Linked DNA regions of Sus scrofa: all the other regions are linked to region 3. The links are chromatin contacts, called in public Hi-C and HiChIP or PLAC-seq maps. All regions are on one chromosome and are shown on one strand. Each heading gives the region's core, a stretch centred on a gene start, on an enhancer-like site or on the middle of the called end of the contact. The rest is flanking DNA. Distances are from core to core; before and after follow the strand shown.

Region 1 (3,416 bases), core at 390-2,889, 150 kb before region 3:
AACTCCTCTTTCTTTTTTCTTTTTCTTTTTTTTTTATTTTTACGGCTGCACTTCCTGGCATATAGAGGTTCCCAGGTTAGGGGTTGAATGGGAGCTACAGCCACTGTAATGCCAGATCCCAGTCGAGTCTGCGACCTACACCACAACTCATGGCAATGTCACATCCTTAACCCACTGAGCGAGCCCAGGGATAGAATTAACAACCTCATGGTTCCTCTTCAGATTCATTTCCCCTGTGCCACAAGGGGAGCTCGAGGGAACTCCGGACACTCCTCTTTCTTTCTTTCTTCTCTCTCTCTCCTTCCTTCCTCCTTCCCTCCCTCCTTCCTTTCTTCCTTCCTTCCTCCATCCTTTCTTTCTTTCCTGCCACCCAGCATGTGGAAGTTCCCAGGCAAGGGATGGAACCGGTACCACAACAGTGACCTGAGTCACTGCTACGGTGACAATGCCTGACCCTTAACCACTTCTGCCAAAAGGGAATTCCCTGGATTTCTCTTTTAAACTTTTCTCTCTCTACTCTTCCCGGATGTGGCCACCACAGGTTTTTTTGTCCTCCACTTGAATATTCCTTCGTTTGTTCCTGCGTTCATTTAAAGAGCTCCTGCCAGGGGAGTTCAAGTGAGTTCAGGCGAGTTCCCGTCGTGGCACAGTGGTTAACGAATCTGACTAGGAACCATGAGGTTGAGGGTTCGATCCCTGGCCTTGCTCAGTGGGTTAAGGATCCGGCGCTGCCGTGAGCTGTGGTGTAGGTTGTAGACGCAGCTCGGATCTCGCGTTGCTATGGCTGTGGTGTAGGCCGGTGGCTACAGCTCCGATTAGACCCCTAGCCTGGGAACCTCCATGTGCCGCGGGAGCGGCCCAAGAAAATGGCGAAAAGATTAAAAAAATAAATAATAAATAATAATAAAGAGCTCCTGCCAAACTTCGGGCAGCGTGGGGGTCAGGATCCACTGACCCAACTCAAAGGGCTGCAAATAACCTTCTTTGACCAATATTTCCCCACCACCACCGACGTCCACTCCCTCCCAGCCTCCTCGCTCCGGGTTTAGCCCTCATCACCCAGCTTGATGTTTTGTCCCCAGATCCTAATTCTACATTTCTTCCACGACTGCCACATCGTGAATGTTCAATAAATTGATGAATGACCAACCAATCCTCGCTTTCTCATCTGAGGAAATAGAGCACGGAACACGGAAGGCTTTCGGAGGCAGGGGACCTTCTCGCCTGATGTCCCAGTGTTGCAGCTAGCCTTTCCAGAGTGGGCTGGGTCCGCTGGGACCCCAGCGCAGTCCGAGCTAGAAAGGCATTAACACAGGCAAGCCTCGGAATCTTCCTTCCCATCCACCGGTTCCTGCCCGCGTGGCTCTCGGGGACCCGAAGGGATTAGCGGCGGGGCAGCTAGGAGGCGGAAAGGAATAGGGGAGCGGCGCTAGCAACTACGCTCAGGAGCCCGTCTGTGGGGTGCCCGGGACCCAGCGCGGAAGAGGACTCCTGTGCCCGCAGCCCCCGGGCGGTGGGCGGGGCGGCAGCGCAGCGGGAACTACAAATCCCAGGGGGTGGCAGCCCAGGCGGCGGAAGGGGCGGTCTCGGGCGGGGCGGGCCCGAGCGAGGCAGAGCGAGGCCAGAGGGGCGCCAGGGCCACGCTCTGGGTCCGGGCTCCTCGCGCGGGAGACCATGTCCAGCGGCAGCAGCTGCAGCCAGACCCCAAGCCGGGCAATCCCCACCACTCGCCGGGTGGTCCTCGGCGATGGCGTGCAGCTGCCGCCCGGGGACTACAGCACCACTCCCGGCGGCACGCTCTTCAGCACCACCCCAGGAGGTAGGCGCGGGCCCGGGGGCGCCGCTCGGGGTCTCTGGGTGCGGACGCTGGGAAGGACTGACTGGCCAGGGGGAGGGATAGGGAACTCCAGTTGGACGGGGCGACAGGGCTTCGGGGCGTGGTGACTGGAAAGAACGGATAAGGGGCACGAGGGTGGCTGTGAGGGGCACGGAGGTGGCCACCTGGAACGACAGGGGGGCGCGGGGGGCGCCTTCCATTGCCTGCCCTAGGGGTGCGTGCTCCAGAGCCGCGGCTGCAAATGCCACCTTATAGCTCCTTCTTTCTGGGAGAGACAGCTGATTCCCCCCGCCAAAAACAAGCGCTCGCTTCCAGGACTGCCATAGGCCGAGGTGTGCTGCCCCTTGTGGGTGTTGGGGGCTGTTCTGAGGCTGAATAGGGTGGGGTCAGGTTGGCCTCCCAACCACGGAGAGGGCTGGCCTGAGGTTTTTAGGGGTCGGGATGGGCGCTCTCTGTTGGGGTGAATGGCTCTTGGCAGAGACCGTTTTCCTTCCCGGGGCACCCCCAGCTTTGGAGCCTCGGCGGCTTCTGGAACAAATTGCCCTTTTAGGCTTGAGGATCTCCGCGAAGGAACCCGGGGCCGCGGGCAACGCTGTGCAGAAAAACACGTTCTTCTCTCCGGGGGGGAGGGGGGCCGTGTGACCTCCCAGAGAGTTGATGAGGAAGAGGAAGCTGAGCTGGCGCGGGGCGGGGGCAGCCTTGGGCTGCGCTCGGGAGCCTGGCATTCCCTGCCAGCTCCGGAGCCCTGGCGTATGGGCGCTGATGAAACCTGCCGGCGCGTTTGCATGATGAAATCCTCGTGGCTCACCACTTCTCTTTCGTTCTCGCACTGCGCTCACCCGTTTCTGCCCTTCTTCCCTCCCCTACACCCGCTTCCACCGCTGCTTCCCAAACTACTCGAAAAACTCCACCGATCCTGGCGCTTCGCTGAGAAACACGGGTGCGGGCGGCCGCGGGCGGAGCTGCAGCCTAGCCGCCTGCCAGCGTCGGGGCCACATGCTTATTTTCTCAAGCAGCTGTCCCACCACCAGCGAGCGCAGCCAGATCCGAGCCCTGGGCTGTTTGATCCAAAACACACAACGTTAGAACTTTTAAGGATCTTAGATGTTCTTGTGCAACCGAGCTGCCTTATAGGCCAGAACTGGCACCCAGGCCCCAATTTGGAAAAACGTGTCCACTGTCCCATGTCATACCATTTTCCCACATTGAACAAGAAATAGCAGCCAAGCATAGAGGGGAGAAATTCTGTCTCGTCTATTAAAAATGATTCAAGGACAAATGCCCAGCGATCCTATTTGCCACTCTTGACTCAAATTGTCTGTCCAAGCTAGACCTTATGTAGTCTGTGCTGTTCTGCTTTTTCTGTGTCTCTTGGGACCTATTTGGACAATTTGGGGGCTCCTTCAAGTGAGAGTGTGAACCCCTGCTTGATCTGTTCAGGGTGGGCACTCAGGCAGCCTGATGGCTCAGGTAGCCCTGTTTTGTACCTTTGTTGCTAGGTGGGGGTGGATCAAATTGGGACCAATAGCCAGGGGTGCTGTTTACAGGGAACTCCCACCCACTTCTCACTTTGGACTGG
Region 2 (3,628 bases), core at 500-2,999, 160 kb after region 3:
TTCCTAGGCTAAGGGTGGAATCACAGCTGCAGCTGAAGGCCTATACTACAGCCATGGCAACGCCAGATCCACAGGTGTAGTTGTGTCTGGACCTACACTGCAGCTCAGGGCAATGATGGATTCTTAACCCACTGAGTAGGGCCAGGGATTGAACCCAAATCCTCATGGATACTAATCGGGTTTATTACTGCTGAGCCACATTGGGAGCTCTGCAGTTTCTTAAGACAGTAATCTAATACAATTCTCAGGGCTCAGCTTAGGGAGGAAAAAAAAGTTTTTCTCTTCTGAAGATTATATTCAAAAACTCATTACATGATAAATCACTTATCCTGAAAGTCAAAAAAATCACCAGGACTGATAACAAGAGAAGGCAACATTGCTTTGAACTAATGGATTTCAATAAGAAAGACTCTTTATTTTTTCCTTTTTGTCTTTTTAGGGCCACACTGGCGGCATATGTAGGTTCCCAGGCTGGGGTCTAATCAGAGGTACAGCTGCCATCCTACACCACAGCCACAGTGACACCAGATCCCAGCTAGATTTGTGACCTACACCACAGCTCATAGCAACACCAGATCCTTAATCTGCTGAGTGAGGCCAGGGATTGAACACACAACCTCATGGTTCCTAGTCAGATTCGTTTCTGCTGTGCCACGATGGAAACTCCCAAAAAGTAAGATTCTTAACCTTTCTCCTTTTAAAATAGGATTGCTGACATATGGCCATGGTAGAAAATCTAGCTCATCTTTCAAATACTGGGCTTGGAATTATTCATCTGGTTTATGAATACTTAATGATTTTCACTGTGTCTGGTTGTAAATGAATACAATGCATGAATAAGAATATTTCCCGGTATAAAATGTCTCCCAGGGATCTGAGAGGAATATTTTTGCATCTTTTATGATCTTTTCCAGAAAAGTACATATACATGATAGTGCAGTGATTAATTTATGAAATTAATGTGAAAATTATACCTACCTAGCCTTTTAGAGCTCAAAATTTACCATTGGGAATTTTCAAAGAAAGAAAGGTAAGGAGACCAAAGCTTTGTAAATAGATGTGTTAATTCTGGTAAACACAGAAGGTGAAGCCTCTGTGTGGAAAGTTGGGCATCAGACGTGCACAAAGGGCCCTCTAGTGGCCAAACTGTAAAGTTTGGCCTATTTAACATAGTCGATACTTTTGGTCATTAGCTGAAAAATGCTTTGTGGATTAAAAGCTGTCTGTATCATACTTTCCCTTAAAAAAAAAAAAAAAAAAAGCTGTCTGCATTTTTAAATGTGCAGCCCAGATGAGTAAAGTCTGTGGTCAGGCACATATTAAGAGAAATATTCTCCGTGTGAAAGCAATTCCTTGCTGTCTGGTGTTAAAGTAGACCACCAAAAATTTTTTTTCCTCCTAGAGCCAGATGAAATGGATAAGTAGAGATAATTGGGGGGCGAGAACATTTTTAGATCTTTTCCTTTTCCAGAAGGCCCAGTTACCCATCCTAAGAACTGAAGTGCTATGTTACTGCACGGCTACTATATATACTTTTTCTTTTTTACATGTTATTTTGAGATTTCTACAGAAACTACTGATCATAATAACTTAGAACATTTATAAAGAAATTTTTAGTGGAATTCAGACTTCCATACGAAGACTTCACAGCACTCCAGTTTGGGGCCCTGAAGATAGGAGAGGGATGTTTTTCTTAACCATTCCCGCCCTTTCTGCCACTCCCTCTCCCCACTTCTTTCCCTGCCGCCCACCCCTCCCCGCAGTTGCGGAGTTGGAAGGTGGGGTGAATATAGCAAAGTGATGTAATTCGTACTCCGAGATTGTTACCATGGCGACTATCAGACATATTATGCTATCGATAGGGTAAAAGCTTCTTTAATCCGGCCTCCAAGGAAGGGTTTTGGAGGTGGGAGTCCACAGCCTACAAAATGTGGACAAGACCGTTGAGCGCGCCCGCCCTCCGCCCAGCATAGACACTCCTTAAACTAAACCCAGTAAAGGAGTCCTTTGGCGGGTGGAACCAGACCTTGCGGTCCCCTGGGATGCCTACGCGAAGGACGACCTCGCGCCCCAGAATCTCAGAGCTCATTGGTGGGTGGTGTCGTCACTCAGAGTGACGTAACGGATGAGGAAAGAGGTGGAGCCATAGATAGGGCTTCGGGCCCTTCTAGCTGGGGCAGCTGGGGGAGGAGGGGAATTGGGAAGGCACTGGAGGACTGAGGCAGCCGTTCCCGGGAGCCGGCCGGAGGAGGTAGGGTGGGCGGGTCAAGTCCTTAAGCTGTTGCTTGGTGGACCGCGCCTGCCTGTTTTCCTCCAGAGCCCACTCCCTCCACATCCTGCTCCTCCCATCAGCGCTCTGATTTTCCCGACAGTTTCCAGTCCCCACCCAGCGCTCTCCTCAGCCCCTGACCTCGGCTCTCCGCCCCCGCCCCCAACTTTCCATCCCTGCTCTTTCCGTGCTTCGCTTCCTCGTTATCTTACGTACCCTGCGCCCGGCTTCTCCTCGCCTTCCTTCCAAAAAGCAGGATTGCCAAGGCCAGTGCCTGCACCACCCCCGATCCAAAAAACAAAGACCCCCCCCCCAACCTCCGACCCCACCACAGCAAACACAGTCCACTAACGCACAACGCGCACAAAAGCCATCGGCTGGGAAAGCGTAGGGAGCGTTCTGCCCCGACGTCGTCGAGAATCGGAGGCAAAGGTAACCGGGAGAGCCCGGGATCCGGGCGAGAGGGCGCCGCGGCGAGAAGGCGCAGGTGGGCCTGGCCTCCCGGCCCCGCCCCGATTCTGCCCCAACCCCGCCCCGGCTCTCCCGGGAAGTGGTTGCATTCGGTCCTGGCTGAGAGTGCCCCCGGCCGAAACTAGATTAACCGCCGGATGGGGTCTGGTCTCTCTCCAGCAGGAGACCACCCGCCCTTAGTCTGGGTTCAGATATTTCAAGGTATTATTTAAATTGTTCAAAATGTCAGCTCTGTGGATGAGATTTCCCTCCTGGAGAGACTTGTACTCCTTTCCCAGCTTCAGGAAAACGGGCTGACGCTGTGAGATACTAAAGTTCTTTCTCCATCCTATGGCTGAAAAGCGCCATAGTATGGACAAAGATTTTGGTAAAGCTTATTTAAAGGTCGGTTTGGGCTCTTTGGAGAATCACTAGCTCAGGACACCTGTTCATCTCCATTCAAATTCTTAGTAGGTACTATGTATATTTTCAATATTATGAAAACGAGTACTTTCGGCAGCTATCGAGTACTGGCGGCAGCTTGGCCAGGTGGGGGAAAAAACTACTGAAAACAAACCCAGGCTGTTTACTGTCTACCTGTATTTTTAAGCTACAAATAAGTGTGTCTTGATTAGCTTCTTCAACAGTTGGCAGACATTCAAGTGAATTATTGAGTGCTATTGACCAGATATCAAAATGTCTTTGAAGACCCTATCATCACCAGCATCATCATATTAGAGATCATTTCTATTTGTGGAGGTCTTAAAGTCCCATTCTCAAATTCGTGATTATAGGAAATGAACTTGAGGGAGATTTGACACCTTGAATAGAATATGCAGAGTTTCTACCCTTGCGATAGTTAAAAACATTTAAATCCTACTCTCTGTATAATCGATGTTTTTAAAGTAC
Region 3 (3,638 bases), core at 125-2,624:
GTTTTTAAACGGTGAAAGAATTAAGGTGTTAGAAAAATTCCTTTAGTTTCCTTTTTCTCAGCTTTTGCAGAAATAAAACTTCCATTTTCAGCATTCCGTGAACCCCGCCCTGTAATATAGTTAGAAAATAGGGAAGCATTTTATTGCATGCCCTAAAGGAATTGAGGCCTTCCAGAAAACTGTATACTCAGGAGAGCTGGGCAGGTCTACCAATCAGGAAATTCATTTAAACTCTTCAGTTATGTTATTTCTTTTTTTCTTCTTAGGGTGGCACCCGTGACATATGGAAGTTCCCAGGCTAGGGGTCTAATACGAGCTACAGCTGCCGGCCTACGCCACAGCCACAACAACGCAGGATCCCAGCAGAGTCTGTGACCTATACCACAGCTCACCCCAACGCGGGATCCTTAACCCACTGAGCGAGCCCACTGATCGAAACCGCATCCTCATGGATCCTAGTCAGGTTCGTTAACCGCTGAGCCACTACGGGAACTCCCCAGTTATCTTATTTGGACAAAAGTATTTCCTCCTGGGGAGTTCCCGTCGTGGCGCAGTGGTTAACGAATCCGACTAGGAACCATGAGGTTGCGGGTTCGGTCCCTGCCCCTGCTCAGTGGGTTAACGATCCGGCGTTGCCGTGAGCTGTGGTGTAGGTTGCAGACATGGCTCGGATCCCGCGTTGCTGTGGCTCTGGCGTAGGCCGGTGGCTACAGTTCCGATTCGACCCCTAGCCTGGGAACCTCCATATGCCGCGGGAGCGGCCCAAAGAAATAGCAAAAAGACAAAAAAAAAAAAAAAAAAAAAAAAAAGTATTTCCTCCTAAACCGCCCTTGCGGCTTTTAAATCCTGCCAAGCTCACCGCTACATCTTCCAGAGATAAATCTTTTTGGCAGCCTCTAAATCTTAATAAACGCAAAGGGGAAGGGGCAAAGCCCCAGTGACAAGACACTTTTTCTTTGCAAATGCCAATGTCCTCAGCACCCTGAAGTGGAGGTCTGGCAGGATGGAGCTGTTGCTAGCGCCCCGGCCTACTTCTCATCAGGGGTTGTGACATCCCCGTGTCCTCGCACTATCCCGCCCATTAGTAGGGTTAGCCAGGGTACCACAGACTCAGGGGGTCTGTTTCCTCATCTACTAGGTGAGGAGGCTGGGCTGGTCATCTTGAAGAAGATTGCCTTCATCGAAATTATGCTCCCCACCTATAATGTCTCATTCCCCATCCCTGCCTTACAAAGACCTCCGTCCTCGCGGAGTCCCCGTGCATTGGCTGCAGGTGGAGGGCACGCTGCACGCACCACCCGCGTGCCCAGTGCTCCGGCCGCCTGCCCTCTAGGAGGACCAGATCTCGCGCGATTCCCTCCACCTCTCGCGACACTTCCCGCCAGTTCCCCTGCGGGCCTCCACGCCCCACCCGCCGCCGCCTCGACCGGGAGCTACATGTCACTTCACCTTTGCTTTTAGTAGCCCTGCAGGAGCGCTCGCACGCTGGGAGCGCGGTGGAGCTCAGAGTTGGGCGCGAGCCCGGCGGGGCCGCAGGCTCCGCCCTGCCCCGCCCGGGCTCGGGGGAAGGCCTCCGCAGGGACATGTCCTGCCCCCTTCGGCGAGGGCAGGAAAGAGTGAAAGGCTGCGGAGCTGTTAGGTGAGTCCGTGGCAGCGCGTTAGGGGCGGCGGCCTGGCCAAGGGCTCAGACCCAGGTGCGTGTTGGAGGCACTGCAGGATGGAGGTGCCAGCAGCGGAGGAGGACGCGCTGCCCAAGGCGGGGAAGGGGGCTGGGAGGACCAGTCCCGGCGGGGTGAGGTGACCTCGACTCCAGGGGCACGACAGGCCGCCTTTTGTATCCACTGCGCCCGAAGGCAAAGAGAAATTACTTCGTTTGCAATCGAGGCTCCAGCCCTCCTTGCGGGGCTTGGAGGAGGGAGGGGGAGACGCGTTCTCAAGCTCCGAGGTCCCTGATCTGGGCTGCATGAGGCCAGGGGCCACGGGGAAAAAGGAGCACGCAAGGTAGAGAAGGTAAATTCATGCTGGGAAAAAAGATAAAGTAGCGGAAGCCTGGAGAGCGTCCGCTCAAGAGGCCGTGTGTTTGCGGTCCAGCTGCGCAGGCTGCGGAGATAGCAACTATCTTGTCCACTCTCCTAGTGGGGAGGCTGGGTTTACTTTTGATGTCTGCAGTGTTAGTGTCTGCCGAGTGGTCAGAGTGTTGAAAGGATAGAAACACACAGGTCAGAGTCTTCCTTGAGGGAAGGAAGCTGTTGAGGTCACTTGTTACTTTTCATCTGGGACTTGGACGGTGGGAGTGGGTCAGTGCATGCGCGCAGGGGCCCCAAGCAAGCGTTTGTGATTTCAGAATTTGTAAGGTAGTTCCTATTTAAGCACTCTACAAGAACCAGTTCTTAAGTGGATAGTTTTATTTTCGGTATTGTAAGATTTGAGTAGTCATGTAAATATGTAATGACAGGGGCCTGGAGCCTAAAACCAGGTGTTAAGACTTTGTTAGAGTAAATTTTTTTGCCTCTGACAGTAGACTTAGATTTGAAATTGGGGTAAAGTGGGGTTTTTTTGTTGGTGGTGGTTTGTTTTTTTGCAATCAAGAGTTTGATCAGGTGTTTCTTGTGATTCTGGTTTTGTTTAATTAAAACCATGTAGTTTTCTGAGAGAACTGGGAAATCACTACAGAGTGGTTGGTCTAACAATAAGAAGCATTTTGTTTAAAACCTCTCCCCTAAAAAAAAAAAAAAAAATCCAGCTGTTATTTCTGTTATGTTATTTCTATTTCAAATTGTGTAGCCTCCTTAGATTTTTCTTTCAGAAGTGACTCCTTAAAATGACCAGTTGTGTGTCTTTGAACAACTGTTAATAGAAGGAAACATTTTTATGATAATTTTCCTTTGTCTTTTAGAGAACGAAATGTCATCAGTGGAATCACACCAGGAACAATTGTCCCAGTCAGATCCATCCCCATCACCAAACTCATGTAGTTCCTTTGAGCTAATAGACATGGATGCCAGCAGTTTGTATGAACCAGTTTCTCCTCATTGGTTTTACTGTAAGATAATAGATTCTAAGGAGACATGGATTCCTTTCAACTCTGAGGATTCACAGCAACTGGAAGAGGCATATGACAATGGTACGTCAAAACAATGACTTGTAATAGGCAAGGATTTAGTGTTATCGCTCTAAACTATATATTCCCAGTCTTGTTTGTTTTTTGCTTTTTAGGGCTGCACCTGCAGCATATGGAGTTTCCCAGGCTAGCAGTCAAATCAGAGCTACAGTTGCCTGTCTATGCCACAGTCGCAGCAATGCGGAAACTGAGTCACATCTTCGACCTACACCACAGCTCATGGCAACGCTGGATCCCCAACCCACTGAGTGAGGCCCGGAATCAAACCCGCATCCTCAGATACTAAGTGGATTTGTTTCGGCTGTGCCACAATGGGAACTCCTATATATTCCATTTTTAAAAATTTTTATTAAAGTATAGATGATTTATAGTGTGTCAGTATAAAAGTCCTTAGAGTGAGTGCTATTAAAGATAAATTTTTTTTTTTTTCTTTTTTGTCTTTTTGGTCTGTTGTTGTTGTTGTTGCTATTTCTTGGGCCGCTCCCGCGGCATATGGAGGTTCCCAGGCTAGGGGTTG

The links. Hi-C and Micro-C count contacts between places; a contact is called where the count stands out from the background. HiChIP or PLAC-seq counts read pairs in DNA pulled down with a chosen protein or histone mark.
Region 1: a contact with region 3 is called in an H3K27ac HiChIP or PLAC-seq map of alveolar macrophages. The contact joins the promoter of EIF4EBP1 here to the promoter of DDHD2 in region 3. A contact is called at or near these places in 2 of 5 promoter capture datasets (fetal liver and liver), 6 of 47 Hi-C or Micro-C datasets (embryonic fibroblasts, fetal heart ventricle, fetal skeletal muscle and 2 more) and 2 of 2 datasets of contacts at active chromatin or transcription factors (alveolar macrophages and skeletal muscle).
Region 2: a Hi-C map of embryonic fibroblasts shows a contact between it and region 3, with 2.2 times the contacts expected there. The contact joins the promoter of LETM2 here to the promoter of DDHD2 in region 3. A contact is called at or near these places in 1 of 5 promoter capture datasets (liver), 1 of 47 Hi-C or Micro-C datasets (embryonic fibroblasts) and 1 of 2 datasets of contacts at active chromatin or transcription factors (alveolar macrophages).

The regions. Positions count from the first base shown.
Region 1 is chr15:48,441,596-48,445,011 of Sscrofa11.1, reverse strand. EIF4EBP1 (eukaryotic translation initiation factor 4E binding protein 1) reads left to right here and starts at 1,639. Exons shown (of 3, transcript NM_001244225.1): 1 at 1,639-1,819. The coding sequence starts at 1,675.
Region 2 is chr15:48,130,547-48,134,174 of Sscrofa11.1, reverse strand. LETM2 (LETM1 domain-containing protein LETM2, mitochondrial) reads left to right here and starts at 1,749. Exons shown (of 9, transcript XM_013984075.2): 1 at 1,749-2,251. The region is part of intron 1 of NSD3 (histone-lysine N-methyltransferase NSD3); the gene reads right to left.
Region 3 is chr15:48,290,137-48,293,774 of Sscrofa11.1, reverse strand. DDHD2 (phospholipase DDHD2) reads left to right here and starts at 1,374. Exons shown (of 16, transcript XR_002339364.1): 1 at 1,374-1,639; 2 at 2,897-3,124.